Regions from separate parts of the Mus musculus genome. Here region 1 is linked to region 2. Evidence: chromatin contacts called from public Hi-C data. All regions are on one chromosome and are shown on one strand. Each heading gives the region's core, a stretch centred on a gene start, on an enhancer-like site or on the middle of the called end of the contact. The rest is flanking DNA. Distances are from core to core; before and after follow the strand shown.

Region 1 (6,810 bases), core at 1,493-3,992, 620 kb after region 2:
TCATAGTCTTTTGCACAATATCTTGTTTTGTTTTGTTTTGTTTGAGAAAGGGTCTCACTATATAGCCTTGGCTGGCCTGGAGCTTGCTAGTAGACCAGGATAGCCTCAACCTCCTAGAGATTCACCATCTTAGCCTCGAAGGTGATCAAACAATACTGTCATCTATTACTGTACAACTCAAAAACTAACTGCATTTTTCATTTTTTTTAATATTTATTTATTGTTATATGTAAGTATACTGTTGCTGTCTTCAGACACACCAGAAAAGGGCATCAGATCTCATTACAGATGGTTGTGAGCCACCATGTGGTTGCTGGGATTTGAACTCAGGACCTTCGGGAGAGCAGTCGGTGCTCTTAACCGCTGAGCCATCTCGCCAGCCCGCATTTTTCATTTTTTAACTAAGTAGGCATTAAAGGGTGATTTCTATTGTGCTAAAACTAGATAGATTATAACCGTATTACCACAGAGAGCTGAGCTTGAGAAGTCTGGCAAGCAAGACGGTTGCTTTAATAGAACACAGCAGCAAGTCATTCACTTTCAGTATGTCAGTAGAACTTGGAGGCTTGGTTACGATCCTGAAGGTTGTATTAGCTGGTTACCTTCAGTCTGTGGCTTACACACTATAAGACAGTGCCACGGGACCCTGTTGGCCAAATGTCCTAAGAAATGCCATCTACTTGCAAGCAAGATGAGCCAGATGCTGTCACAGGATAGACTTGACAGTCAAAACAGCAGAGCCAAAGCTCTGACATCATCACAGTAGTTCCTGCCCCATCCCCAGACCTTCTGTGCACTAAGGATGTGTTTCCACTGTAGCTTCTATGTTTCTAAGTAGCATGCTTAAATGCTGTCTCTTAGTGTCAGTGTTAGACCTCTCCTTGGTGACTTCCTCTCATGGCAGAAGAGGATGCTCCTCACAGCTTCCACAAGTCCCTTCTCTCTGTATCCTGTCAATCATGGCGAGCCCATCTTGATACAGCAAACCTATGAAGCAATTATCCATCATTTCCATACAGTTGGGTTTTTTTTTCTCTTAATTCTTAAGAGTTTTTTTCTGCTCTCTGTCCACTACACTGTGTGGCTGGTCTTGAGAACAGAGGCACAGCTGTCATCCTCTAGCTCTTCTTCCAAGCTGGATTCTGACCTGTGTATTACCCAAATCCAGACCCTGCCTAAGACTCTTAGCTTACCACACTTAACAGGACAAGCCTTAGTTCCCCAGACTACAGTTTTCATTAAGTGTGGACTGAACATCTTTCCATAGAAACAGATGCCTAACAGTGTCTTTCTGGGAGGCTAATATTCCATACTGCAACTGTGTTAGGCTTCATCTAACGGATGCCTCATTTCCAGTCCAAGAAATTTTTTTAGTATGTACATACCTACACAGACCACGATCGCTCTCCCCTCTGTCCCCTTTCCCTCCTTCCCTCCCTCTCCCACCCCAACACTCACCTGCTTATAACCATGGCTGTTATGACAGGCTCCCAGCCTGAGTGGAGCACTGTCCTGGTAGCTGGGTGCTTGGCAGCTATTATAATCCAGATAGGAGTCAGAGCCAAGAAAAAGGCACACACTAATGGGGAAATGTAATAATATGTCTCTAGAAGAAAGAAAGAGAAACATTTAACCCCTCTTCTTTCCAACAGCAAACCTAAACGATCAAAAGAAACACTTTACCAGATTTATTATCAAACATACTAACTGTCTTATATTTTCTACATACTTAAAATGTAGATCTATAGATAAAACTCAATGCAAGGTACAGTGGCCCACCCCCCTAACCCAGCCCTCAGAGGCTGGAGCTGGGGAACCACAAGTTTAAGGCCAGCCTGTGCTACAGAATACTCCAGGCCAGCCTGTGCTACACAGTAAGATGCTCTTTTAAAATATCAACTAATGTAACTGAAAGAAAAACACATTAATTCCACAAATATGGGATGACAATGCATCCTACACAAGAGTAAACAAAGGCCACCAGAACGGATGACAAGCAGCAGGAGAGTGGCCACAGTGCTTCTCTGTGCATGTGTCTGGGTCATTCACCCAACCTGTTTCCACCTTCTGACAGCAGGCTTGGCTGCACGGCAGTTCACAGAAAAATATCGTGATGCTGTTTCTTTTCTTTGTTTGTTTGTTTTTGAGACAGGGTTTCTCTGTGTAGCTCTGGCTGTCCTGGAACTCAGAGAGATCCACCTGCCTCCGCCTCCCAAGTGCTGGGATTAAAGATGTGCCATGTCTGCCTGGCTGTATTTACACTATTTCTAAACAGTCAGAAATGACTCTGTGTGTGTGTGTGTGTGTGTGTGTGTGTGTGTGTGTGTGTGTGTGTGTAAATTATCTTCTAACACCAGAAAAAAGACACTGCAAGAACAGAGACCAGGGGAGAAATGAACCCTCAAGTTGCCCCTGCTTCTTACTAAAGACTCAGAGAGTGAGGCTGAGGTAACACTAATTCACGCACAGAGCAGGAGAGGAATCCGGCAGATGAGCGTGGGAAGCGATTGGCCAGGTCCTGTGCACAGGGTGAGTTCACAAAGAGGGAAAGCCTAACAACCCTCCAGAGTCTGCAGATGCCAGAATCGTTTTTAAAAACCCAGCATGCAGAGGAGAGGCCCCTTTGAACTCTTGAGAGCAGTCAGCAGAGACCTGAGAAAGGTCTGTCCAACACTGAGACAGTGTGGGAGGGATATACTGGCCTTGGGACAAGGCCCAGTCTAGACTTCCCCAGCATAACCTTGAACCAGGTCTCACAAAGCTCAAGCTAAGCCACAACAGCCCACAGGAATTAAGTGCAGTGCTAGGTATGGAAACAGAACTGGACATGACACAGCTCTGGGCCCACAGTGCCCGGCAGCCAACCAGACATGACAAAGCTCTGTGCCCATGGTGCCAGGCAGCCAACTGGACATGACACAGCTCTGTGCCCACGGTGCCCGAGCAGCCAACCAAAACTGAAGCTTGGAATATCTGATGACAAGAAAGTCTCGGAGATATTTTACTTTGGCTCCCTTTTCTCACAATTTTTTTAAGTTCCTAAAGTAATTTTTACAGTCTATCAAGTGGTGCACACACAATCCCAAGATCAAGTTTGGCCTAGGCTACAAAAGGACAACACAGAAGAAAATGTAAGATAGGAGACTAGAGAGAAGGCTCAGAGTAAAGAACACTGGGCAAGCCTGACACCAGGATCTGATCCCTTGAACCAACCTGGTGAGAGAAAATGGACTCCTGAAAGCTATCCGCTGACTTCTACATGAGCACTGCTGCACGAGCAAGCACACACACACTCACACTCCTGCCCACAGACACATAGACAGCTACACATGCACACTCCTGCCCACAGATACACAGATACAGACAGACAGACAGACACACACACACACATACACACACACACACACACACACACACACACACACACACACACACACACAGCCTTACCTGCTGAGCCACCTCACAGGCTTGGCAGCAGGGCCTTACCTGCTAAGTCATCTCACTAGTCCCCTCTATTGCTTTTTTTAAAGATGAAAAACCATGAATTTATTGTAAACCCATTGGAAACATTCCTAACTCACAAAACACCTACAGCTGCCAACAATCTCCATGGCACCAAGGAGAAGCTAAAAGCCTCCAAAGCACTAAGCACAAAAGAAAGGAACTCTCCTGCCAGGGTAGAGCGCCTCGGCATGGTCAGGTCCAGACGGAAGCTCAACTGCAGGCTTTAACCACTTTATCCTCATCCTAAATATCAGGAGGGATTAGGAAGCTGAGAAAGGCACTCCCCCATCACTCACTGCTGCCCTGTTCTGAAGGAGGAAAACATTAAAAATAATGAGTACCCATGTGGATCCACAAACGTTAAACCAAGTTACCACATGACCCAAATGCTGTATCCACATAAAAGAGAGCTGAATCCCAAATGCTGTCTCCCAAGAGAGCTGAAAACAGGCATTGTCACATAAAAGCTCGTGAACGCTCACTGCAGCGTTATCCGGCAGAAGCGCAAAAGTGGAAATGACCGAGGCTTTTACCGTTTACCGAGTGGCTAGTGAAGAAAGGGCAGTATGTCCATCCAAGAGACTGTTACCCCGACATGTTAGCATTCTATACTGGGATGTTCTACAGCAATGAAGATTGGATCCTGGCTCCTCTGAAAATACAGGCAAAGCCTGAAAACACCATGCTAAATGGAAGAAGCCAGGCACCAAAGGTTGAACATTATGATCTCATTTGCATGAAACGTCCAAACGAAGCAAATCCAACAGACAGAGATTAGCAGCTGCCGGGAGCCAGGGAAGAGCAGCGTGTGGCAGAACCATAAACCAGGCTCTCCAGAGGTGGGGAGACTTCCTGGAACTGGAACAGGGTGAAGACAGATCTTATGAAACCTCCACTGAGCTGTTCACACAGGAGGGAAGACTGCATGCTGGCTTTTAGGGGCTTTAATCGAAAAGGAAAACAAGAGGAAAGGAGAAACACAGGACCCAGTGTCAGTGCTGGGTGAGGCTGAGGGTGCGGACGTGGGCTTATACGGCTCTTTTGTTTGTAGCTTTTCTGAAAGTACACAGGTATCACCAAGCATTAAAAAAATGGGAAACTCATCTTGAAACCAAAACTTACAAATGACTTACTATAACCATGTTCTGTTTCAATCTGGAGTTTAATTGATGTCATAAAATTAAAGATTTACTTTTAGAAAACCACTAATGACATAATTAGCAAAACAAAATGATCAATTAAAAGCTAAACCCAACATCTGTATCATATTAAAGTATAAGGTAATGTCCCTTTTCTAAATGAAATATATTTAGTCAATCCTGTTAGAATAATATTTTGTATTAAAACATCAATACATCATATTGTGGTAAGCTGTATATTGACCCACAGAGATCCCTTAAAACTGTGAATGTTATCAGATATATTTTGTCTCAACAAGGCTGCGTGGATGATTTGAGTGTGTGTGAACACTGGCAACCTTGTAAGAGAGAGCCAGGGCAAGATGCAGCAACAGAGGAAAGAGCAGTGTGTGTACAGAAGCAAGCTCTGCAAACAGTGAGTGCCAGGCGGAAAGAGCAGGGGACATGCTCTCCCCGAGCTTCTGGAGGCATCCGGCACTGCCAACACCTTGGTATCTGTCCTCCCTGACCCCTTTTGGATGCTTAACCTCTAAAACTAAGAAAAGACATTGTCTCAAGCCACCAAGTTTTTGCCAACGTGGCACATTGGTTCCACAACTGAAAACAGGATCACATGAAGCATTGGGGTTTTTATACCTGCCAGAGCTCACATGTGCAGTTCTTATCCTGTGCTGAAATAAACTTTGGGAAAGTAGAGACTCACCAAGCTGAAGTTGTGCAAATTACTGATTCTGCTGAACTGCCAAGCACAACCACCCTTGTGTGGTCCCAGTGTAACCGTGGCAGCATTTCCAGCTACTCCTACCTCTCTTCCTGAACGGCACTCGCCATCATCTAAAGTCTTCTAACTATATGGTGGCAAATTTTATATACCACTATTTCTGTGTGACCAACACAGTAGCACACACCATACACTCTTCTCCAAAAGCCCGTTAATAACCATCACACTTCCTTGAGAGCTGACGTTATGAAGATCACTCACAGGTGGCACACCGCTTTAAATAAATCACTGGAACAGAGCACAATGGCAGTCAGGGTAAGTGCAGGCTCTTCATGTCAACATTAGACATTAGTCAACATCCAGTCAGGCAGTGAGACTCTAGCACACACAACAGCTAGGGGGCACCTCACTGTTCTCAAGAGACTGAAATACCTGGAGCCGACAGCTGTCACAGAGCTTAGCTTCCCGAAGTAACCTGAAGGATAAAAACTAATCTGATTTTGCTTCTGAAATCTTGCCTAAAAAGAAAAAAGCTGTAGTTTTTTTTCAAGACAATAAGTGTTTGCTCTCTTTCGATAAGAAGACTTTGTTTCTGTCTCATTTAGCCTCCTTTTAAATTAACTTCTGACGTAACCAGGAATATCTAAAAGATAAAGGCTCTGGGGCTGTAGAGATGGCTCAGAGGTTAAGAGCACTGACTGCTCTTCCAGAGGTCCTGAGTTCAATTCCCAGCAACCACATGGTGGCTCACAACCATCTGTAATAGGATCCAATGTATTCTTCTAGTGTGTCTGAAGACAGCTGCAGTGTACTCATATAAATTAAAAAAAAAATCTTTTTTAAAAAAAGATAAAGGATCAGTTACTGTCAACTGTAGCCTTGAAAAGTCTGTTCAAAGCTCAACAATAAAACCTGCTGCTGAAAGTCCTTACCTAAAATCAAGGAGACATTCCCCAACCCTTTGTTTACGTCTGAACCTAGCATATATACCATATAGTGTATATACCATATAGTGTATATACCACATGGATGTCCAAGGAGGATAAAAGTTACAACAGCTATAGCAATGCTGGCAGGTGACACTGCAGAAATGTCCCCACGGATCAGCAGAACACTGCTGAAGAGCCTGCTGTCTCAGCTCACCCAGGGACAAGAGCACCAACTGCTCTGCTCACCTGTGTCTTTTGGTAAACAGAAACAATAAAGTCCACACGCCCACATGGTAGCAGCCTGTGTGTTCTCATCTGTAATAATCTATAATAAGCCAGGACATAGAGCCATACCACCACCCTGGCTTAACCCACTACTAAAGAAAGATGTGTGCCCCGTGAGAAACCGAAAATTAAATCTCTGGTTTTTGTTTTGTGCTGTTTTGAAGATAGGGTCTCCCTGTGTATTTCCCGGCTGGTCTAGAATTCACTCTGTAGACCAGGCTGGCCTTGAACT
Region 2 (6,723 bases), core at 1,048-3,547:
GTTCTGAGTTCAATTCCCAGCAAACACATAGTGGTTCATATCAATCTATAATAGGATCTAATGCTCTCTCATCTGGTGTGTTAGAAAGCAGCTACAGTGTATTCATAAAATAATTTTTAAAAGAAAGAAAATAGAGGAAGAAGAGGAGGAGGAGGAACAAGAACAAAAAGAAGAGGAGGAAGGAAGAAGAGAAAAGGAAGAGGAGGAAGAGGAAGAGGGATGGCTATCTAAAGAAAAAAAGATTAGAAGAAAATAGAACCTTCAAAAAACATATTATAGAAACTACCGTATTCGAGGCAGAGTGCTCCGTAGCCCCACTACGTAGAACACAAGGTTAGCATCGGTGTTGCTGTAAATGCTGTTGATGGCTGCCATGGCTGCACCCATTCTCCCTGCTGCTGCACAGATCACCACTGGAATCTCTTCTTCCATGTCCTCGGGGGACTCGGAATCAACGTCTGGAATGATTGAAATCGATGACTCAGAGCACAAGGAACTTCCCGGGAGAGCAGTTTCTAACTCCTAGTCCACAGTGCAGGGGAAGACTGTTGCCCTCACATGCAGTCTCTCCTCCTTCCTTATGCCAACCACTAAAACTTCTTTCCCCAAGATTCCCTTGCTGCAAAATGTGATCAAGTTGGACAAATGGGATGTTCTTCTAAGTTATTCGTGCACCTACAGAATCTGCAGGTCAGACTAATGCTAAATGCCTGCCTCCTTCCGCTGGAATGCTGACGAGATACTAAGAGGCAGAGAGCCTTCTTAGAGTGATGATACCAAGAACATCAGAACCGTAGTGTGCGCGTGATATTGATCTGAAGGGCTGTGGGATCCTCGGATCAGGTTCTTATGGGAAGACAGGGTGAACGTCTGCGTCCCTATTATTTCAGGACTCTTGTTCAGAAGCCAGTCCACAGCATCACACACATACAGGGCAAACACACAAGAAAGGGCAGAGCCTCACAGGCCCAGCAGCTCTTAACTCCCCAAGTCAGAACTTGTCTGCTGTACTGCTATGGTTTTTCTGTTGCTCTCCATTCCTTAGTCAAGTTGCCCAAATGTTAACAGCAAGAGAAGGAACTAACGAAAGGGCGTGACCAGTGCTTACATCAAATAACTGACCATCCTTTAGCATCAGAACAGACAAAACCACTGTCACTACCAAGTGATATTTCAGCACCAGAATGCAACCTACATTGTGAAGAATAGTAACCAGGCTATGGATACCTGATTTTTATTATGTTTGACCTCTTTTTGCAGACAGTTTTATAATACTTCTCTCACTTAAGTCCAAGGTAGCTATAGCTGATATGTTTATGTTCAATAAACACTTACTGAAACACATTACTAGGTATATTTTGTAAATGGCCTCTCTATTTCTTTTTGGGTTTTTTTTTCTATCTACTTCTGTTTCTCCTACTAGAAATTGTTTTTCATGATCTAGTTCCTTACTTGAGAGAATCTCATAATATACTTTGAAGGGGAATAATATAAAATTCTTAGCTGGGTGTGCTGGGTACATGTGGAGGCAGAAGTAAGTAGACCTCTGGAGTTTGAGGCCAGCTTGGGCTGAATAAATGAGTTCCAGGCCAGCCAGGGCTGCATAGTGAGGCCCTGCAGAATACATACATACATACATACATACAAACATACATACATGCTTTCTGGTATTTGAGTCCAATATGACACATACATAGCCACAAGTTTATCTGTGTCTATTTGTGAAAATATAAAGGCTAGAGAGATGGCTCAGCGGTTAGGAACACTGACTGCTCTCCCAGAGGTTCTGAGTTCAGTTCCCAGCAACCACATGGTGGCTCACTACCATCTGTAATGGAGTCTGATGCCCTCTTCTGGTATGTCCGAAGACAGAGACAGTGTACTCATATAAATAAACCTTTAAAAAAGAAGAAGAAAGAAAAAAAGAAAGAAAGAAAGGAAGGAAGGAAAGTATAAGTGATTTTAATTTTGTTTGCGTTTCTTTTTTTTTTTTTCAAATTCACTAAGTGACCACGAATTATTTTTTTATAAAGAAAATAGTGTTTTGGGCACAGCATCTCATGCAGCCCAGGCCAGCCTTGAGTTTCTGATCGTCTTGCTCCCACTTTTCAAGTTGTGAGTTCACTGCACGCCCTTTTAAAAAGCAAAACAAAACCCAACTTGTTTACGGATTGTTCCTCTAGAGGCAAGCTGTCACCATGCGGCCACGTGAGTTGATCTAACTGACATACAGGCTTGGCTGTGCGGATCACCCACAGTGAGTGGTGGTATTCAGCAATACCAAACTCCTCGTGATTTCCTCAACACCAGGTGGCGCACGCTCTCTTATCTGCCTTTACACATGCTGCTCCTGCTGTCTGGAATCACTCTCTGCTCTTCGTGGTTAACTCTCACGTATCCATCCATCCCAGCTGCGTACTGACATCCACCGCGCAGGAAGTTTGCGACAACTTCCCAACACGTACAGGGTTCTGGGTGCCTGCTGTGGCTGGGTTCGTTAGCTACACTGTTCATTTGTCCATTCCTATTGGGGAGCACCACGAGGGCAAAGGCGGCAGAGTACTTGTCTCTATCCACTGCTTCTGTCCTAAGGACTGGCACCAGAATAGATGCCTTCGTCAGTTATCCCTGTTTCTGCAACTGCAGAGCCTATTTTTGTGCCTGGTTTTCCATCAGACTGTGAGCTTGTTGAGTCACTCCGCTGAGCCTGGCTCCCTGGAAGTACGTGGTGAAAATCTCCTGTGAAGAGCTGAGCTGCGGCATGGAGTGGCCCTAGAGTCCAGAGCCCTCCTGGATGTTTGTAGAGACAGGGAGATAAGAGAGTGGAAAGGCATGGGTAAAGCTTGGAACAGAAATCTGTCAGTCTCTGACTCCTGAGTGCTAGGATTAAAAGTTCGCACCTCTATGTCTGGCTAAATGAATGATATTTAAATAATAAAAACAAATAAAGATTTTTGTGGGAAACTTCCAGCCAAAACAGAAAAGGATCTAGGAAAGCTTAACTATTTTTGCTTAACTATTTTGTGTGTGTGAACATGAGAGTTTATGTATTCCTACATGCATGCACAGGCCAGAGCGGAGTGTCCAGTGTTTTCCTCTACATCTCTCCAAGTTACTGTTTTGGGGCAGGGTCTCTCACTGAACTGAAGGCTTGCCATTTTGGCGAGACTTGTTGGGCAGAGAGCTCTTGAGCGCCACCTGTCTCTGCCCCTTCAACACTTGGGTTACAGGTACCCATAGCCACATTTGGCTTTTTGTACGGCTGCTGGGGAGGCGAACTTGGGTTCTCGTGCTTGCAGAGTGTGGTGTCTTGAACGAGAATGGCCCCATAGGCTTGTATATTTGAGTGTTTGGTTTCCAGTTGGCAAGCTGTTTAGGAAGGATTAGATGGTGTAGCCTTACTGGAGGAGGCGTGTCGCTGGGGCTAGGTTTTGAGGATTGGAACGCCCATGCGCACCACAGCTCCACCAGGCACAGTCTCTCTCTGCCTCCATTAGGAGACTAAAATGTAAGCACTCGGCTCCAGCTCCAGTACCAAGCTGCCTGCCGTGTGAGCCCACCATGATGATCATGAACTAAGCCTCTGAAACGGTAAACAAACCCTCAGTTGAATGATTCTTCTCCAAAGGTACTCTGCTTATGATGTCTCCTTACAGCAATAGAACGGTAACTAAGACACGGAGCGAGCACTCTTACCCACTGAGCCTTCTCTCTAGCCCCCAGGTATACAGGATTTTAAAACCAAAATTCAATCGTACTTTTCAGTAACTTGTTTCTCCATTTAGCATATATAGGAATCTCTCCTTGTCAACTCTGTATTTTTTTTTAAAGAATTATTTATTTTATGTATATAAATACATTGTAGCTGCATTCAGACATAACAGAAGAGGGCATCTGATATCACTTTACAGATGGTTGTGAGCCACCATGTGGTTGCTGGGAACTGAACTCAGGACTTCTGGAAGAGCAGTCAGTGCTCTTAACCACTGAGCCATCTCTCCAGCCCCAGACACTTTTTTAAAAAAAAGATTCATTTACTTTATGTATGTGAGCACACTGTTCCTCTCTTCAGACACACCAGAAGAGGGCATCAGATCCCATTATAGATGGTTGTGAGCCACCATGTGGTTGCTGGGAGTTTAACTCAGGACCTCTGGAAGAGCAGTGAGTGCTCTTAACCACTGAGCCATCTCTCCAGCTCCCTCCAGACACACATGTTTTAAATTATTTTAAATGATGTATGTATAATTTAATGTGTAACCAGATAAAACACTGCCTTTGTAAGAACAGAGACAATTTTACTCACTAGTGTTTCTAGGTCCTAGGTATTGGCTTTAATGATTTACTTATTTTTATTTTATGTGCAATGGTGTTTTGCCCACATGTATGTCTATGTGAGGATGTTGGATCCCCTGGAACTGAATTTACAGACAATTGTGAGCTGCCTTCTGGTTGCTGGGAATTGAGCCGAGGTCCTCTGGAAAAGCAGCCAGTGTTCTTAACCACTGAGCCGCCTCTCTAGCCAGGCATTTGGCTTTAAAAACAGAAATGTGAACCAGACTTTTGTGGCACAAACTTATAAGCCTAATTAGTGCTTGAGAGATGGAGGCAGAAGGATCAAGAGTTCAGGGCCATGATCAGAGAAATAGCAAGTCCAAGGCCAGCCTGGAATGTGTAAAATATTCTTTCAAAAAATTAAATTTAATTTAAAAATTAAGGAAAATATTATTAATTTTAATTATTTTATTATTAGTTTTAAAAAGTTAAAGAAAAGCTGTGACGAAAACATCCAACACACTAAAATATTAACTACTTTGCTGGTGGCAGAACATCTATAGGTAATATTTTTCTATAGTTTCCATAATTAGAAGGTATCTCTTGGACTAATATGAAAATTAATTTAAAAGGTAAACAACATGCTAACAGTTTTTCATTTTTGTAGGGTTGATTTTCGTGTGTAAATTGGGTTAGTAAGGGTACTCTCTCACTGAATTCACACAGGATGAGGCCATAGGGTCAGCTAAAGGTCGTGTGTGTGTGTGTGTGTGTGTGTGTCTGCCTGAGTGTCTGCTTGTGTGTGTATCTGTGTCTGCATGTCTACATGTGTGTCTGTCTGTCTGTCTGTGTGAGTGTGTGCACACAGGGATGCAGGTGCCGGGAGATGCCAGGAAGCCATCAGCTCCCTTGCAGAGGGAGCTATAGGTGGTCTGCTGATGTAAGCTTATTGGAAGTGTGAGAACGCTGTGAGCCGCTTGCTGTGAGCTTGCCCTAGGTGCTGGGAACCAGTCTGTCTTCTGCAAGAGCAACCACTCTCTTCACCACTGAGCCTTTCCCCAGCCCTCTGAAGAGGAGTTTTTATGTTGAGCTGTTGGGAGCCATTTTTGTTCTAATAGACTGGATCAGTAAGAGGAGGGAAAGGGCAGTTCTCATCAGCAAAATGTGGAGAGGCTCAGCAGTCCCTCAGGACGGGGCCCCAAACCAAGAGTCTGGACATGAACTCGGGGTGGATGAGAAACGCTGATCCCCAGGCTCATACCGTCTGTGATGCCCCCCGGATAGTATCGACTGATGAGGTTTTGCCCTGTTCATTTAAGACAGGGTCTCACTTTGTAACTCAGATAGGCTCATAACTCACCATGTAGCACAAGCTAACCTCAAACTCACAATCCTCCTACCTCAACCTCCAGGTGCTGGGATCACAAGTGTGTGTAACACACTCAGCCCAGGTGTGTTCTAACAGGCCCTCTATGTGACTTTTACATGTGCTATGGTTTGAACATTACCAATCATTACATAGCATTACCCAATTGCTGCCCTAGGGAACATAGTCTATAGGCTGGCTCTTAGAGGTTAACCACATTGTTATTTGCCACTGAACCCAGTCTGTGAACCCAGTGGAAACCATAAAAACCACCTTCTTAGACGCCACACTTGCTCACCTGCTTTGTCCTTAAGCACGGCTCCCTTATGAACTTTCTTGTACAGAATCCCACAGAGTGTCAGGACCAGAAGAAGCAGCAACACTTGATTGACTGAAATGAAAGGGGAAGCATATCAAAGCACAGGAGGGGAAGTCCCGAATGGCAGTGTGGACAGCCAGACAGAGGACATGGGGCAGTCTGTAGTAATGCGTTGACCTGGTGCACTGTGGTCGGGCTCCTCAGAGTGTGAGGATGACCCAGAGCTAACCCAGGCAGTCTGATGGCCGAGGCCTCAAACTCAGTCACCCCAGGAGGCTGCCTTGCATGAATATTTCATCCATCTTGTAAACAGCATCATTTCTAGAATGCCTTCTGTGAGCCACTGTTAATTCAAATGCCAGTGGAGGATGTGCCTCAAATCCTGGCTCCAGGTAAGGGTCACGATGCTTCTAGGTCTCGGCCTCCCTCCGGTCCACGCTTATGATGCTTGCTTTTGGGATGATGCAGTGCAGCAGTTTTTGAGTACGGAACACACATTCCTGGCTGTTGGTAAAATGACTGGGGACATTTGTGTTCACAGAGTTATTCAAATCATGTGTGAAAAAGTCAGTCTCCGATCTCAGCGTTGCAGGCACGCAACACAAGCTACTCAAAACTGAACATTCTTCCGATCATATGCATTTTACAAATCAACTTCTTTTTGTGGCAGGAGGTAGATATTTTTTCCACTTACAGAAAGGATAGAAACTTTCTATTACAAAATGTGCTTATGAATATTAAGCACACGTGAACTAAAAGAAGA

The links. A called contact is a pair of places that touch in the nucleus more often than the background predicts.
Region 1: a contact with region 2 is called in a Hi-C map of cortical neurons, with 3 times the contacts expected there. The contact joins two enhancer-like sites. A contact is called at or near these places in 6 of 484 Hi-C or Micro-C datasets (cardiomyocytes, cortical neurons, palatal mesenchyme and 1 more), 1 of 115 datasets of contacts at active chromatin or transcription factors (astrocytes) and 1 of 9 other capture datasets (adipose tissue).

Annotation. Positions count from the first base shown.
Region 1 is chr10:83,282,264-83,289,073 of GRCm38.p6, forward strand. It overlaps Slc41a2 (solute carrier family 41, member 2), which reads right to left. Exons shown (of 11, transcript NM_177388.3): 7 at 1,459-1,606. Among named protein-coding and RNA genes, the nearest start is that of Slc41a2, 52 kb to the right of the region's middle. Within about 2 kb of position 2,743, at least 18 of the 459 cell types and tissues checked have an H3K27ac peak or open chromatin away from gene starts, as enhancers often do. A contact at or near this core is called in cortical neurons, where this site is marked.
Region 2 is chr10:82,664,339-82,671,061 of GRCm38.p6, forward strand. It overlaps Glt8d2 (glycosyltransferase 8 domain containing 2), which reads right to left. Exons shown (of 10, transcript NM_029102.3): 3 at 5,940-6,032; 4 at 287-458. Among named protein-coding and RNA genes, the nearest start is that of Glt8d2, 23 kb to the right of the region's middle. Within about 2 kb of position 2,298, at least 44 of the 459 cell types and tissues checked have an H3K27ac peak or open chromatin away from gene starts, as enhancers often do. A contact at or near this core is called in cortical neurons, where this site is marked.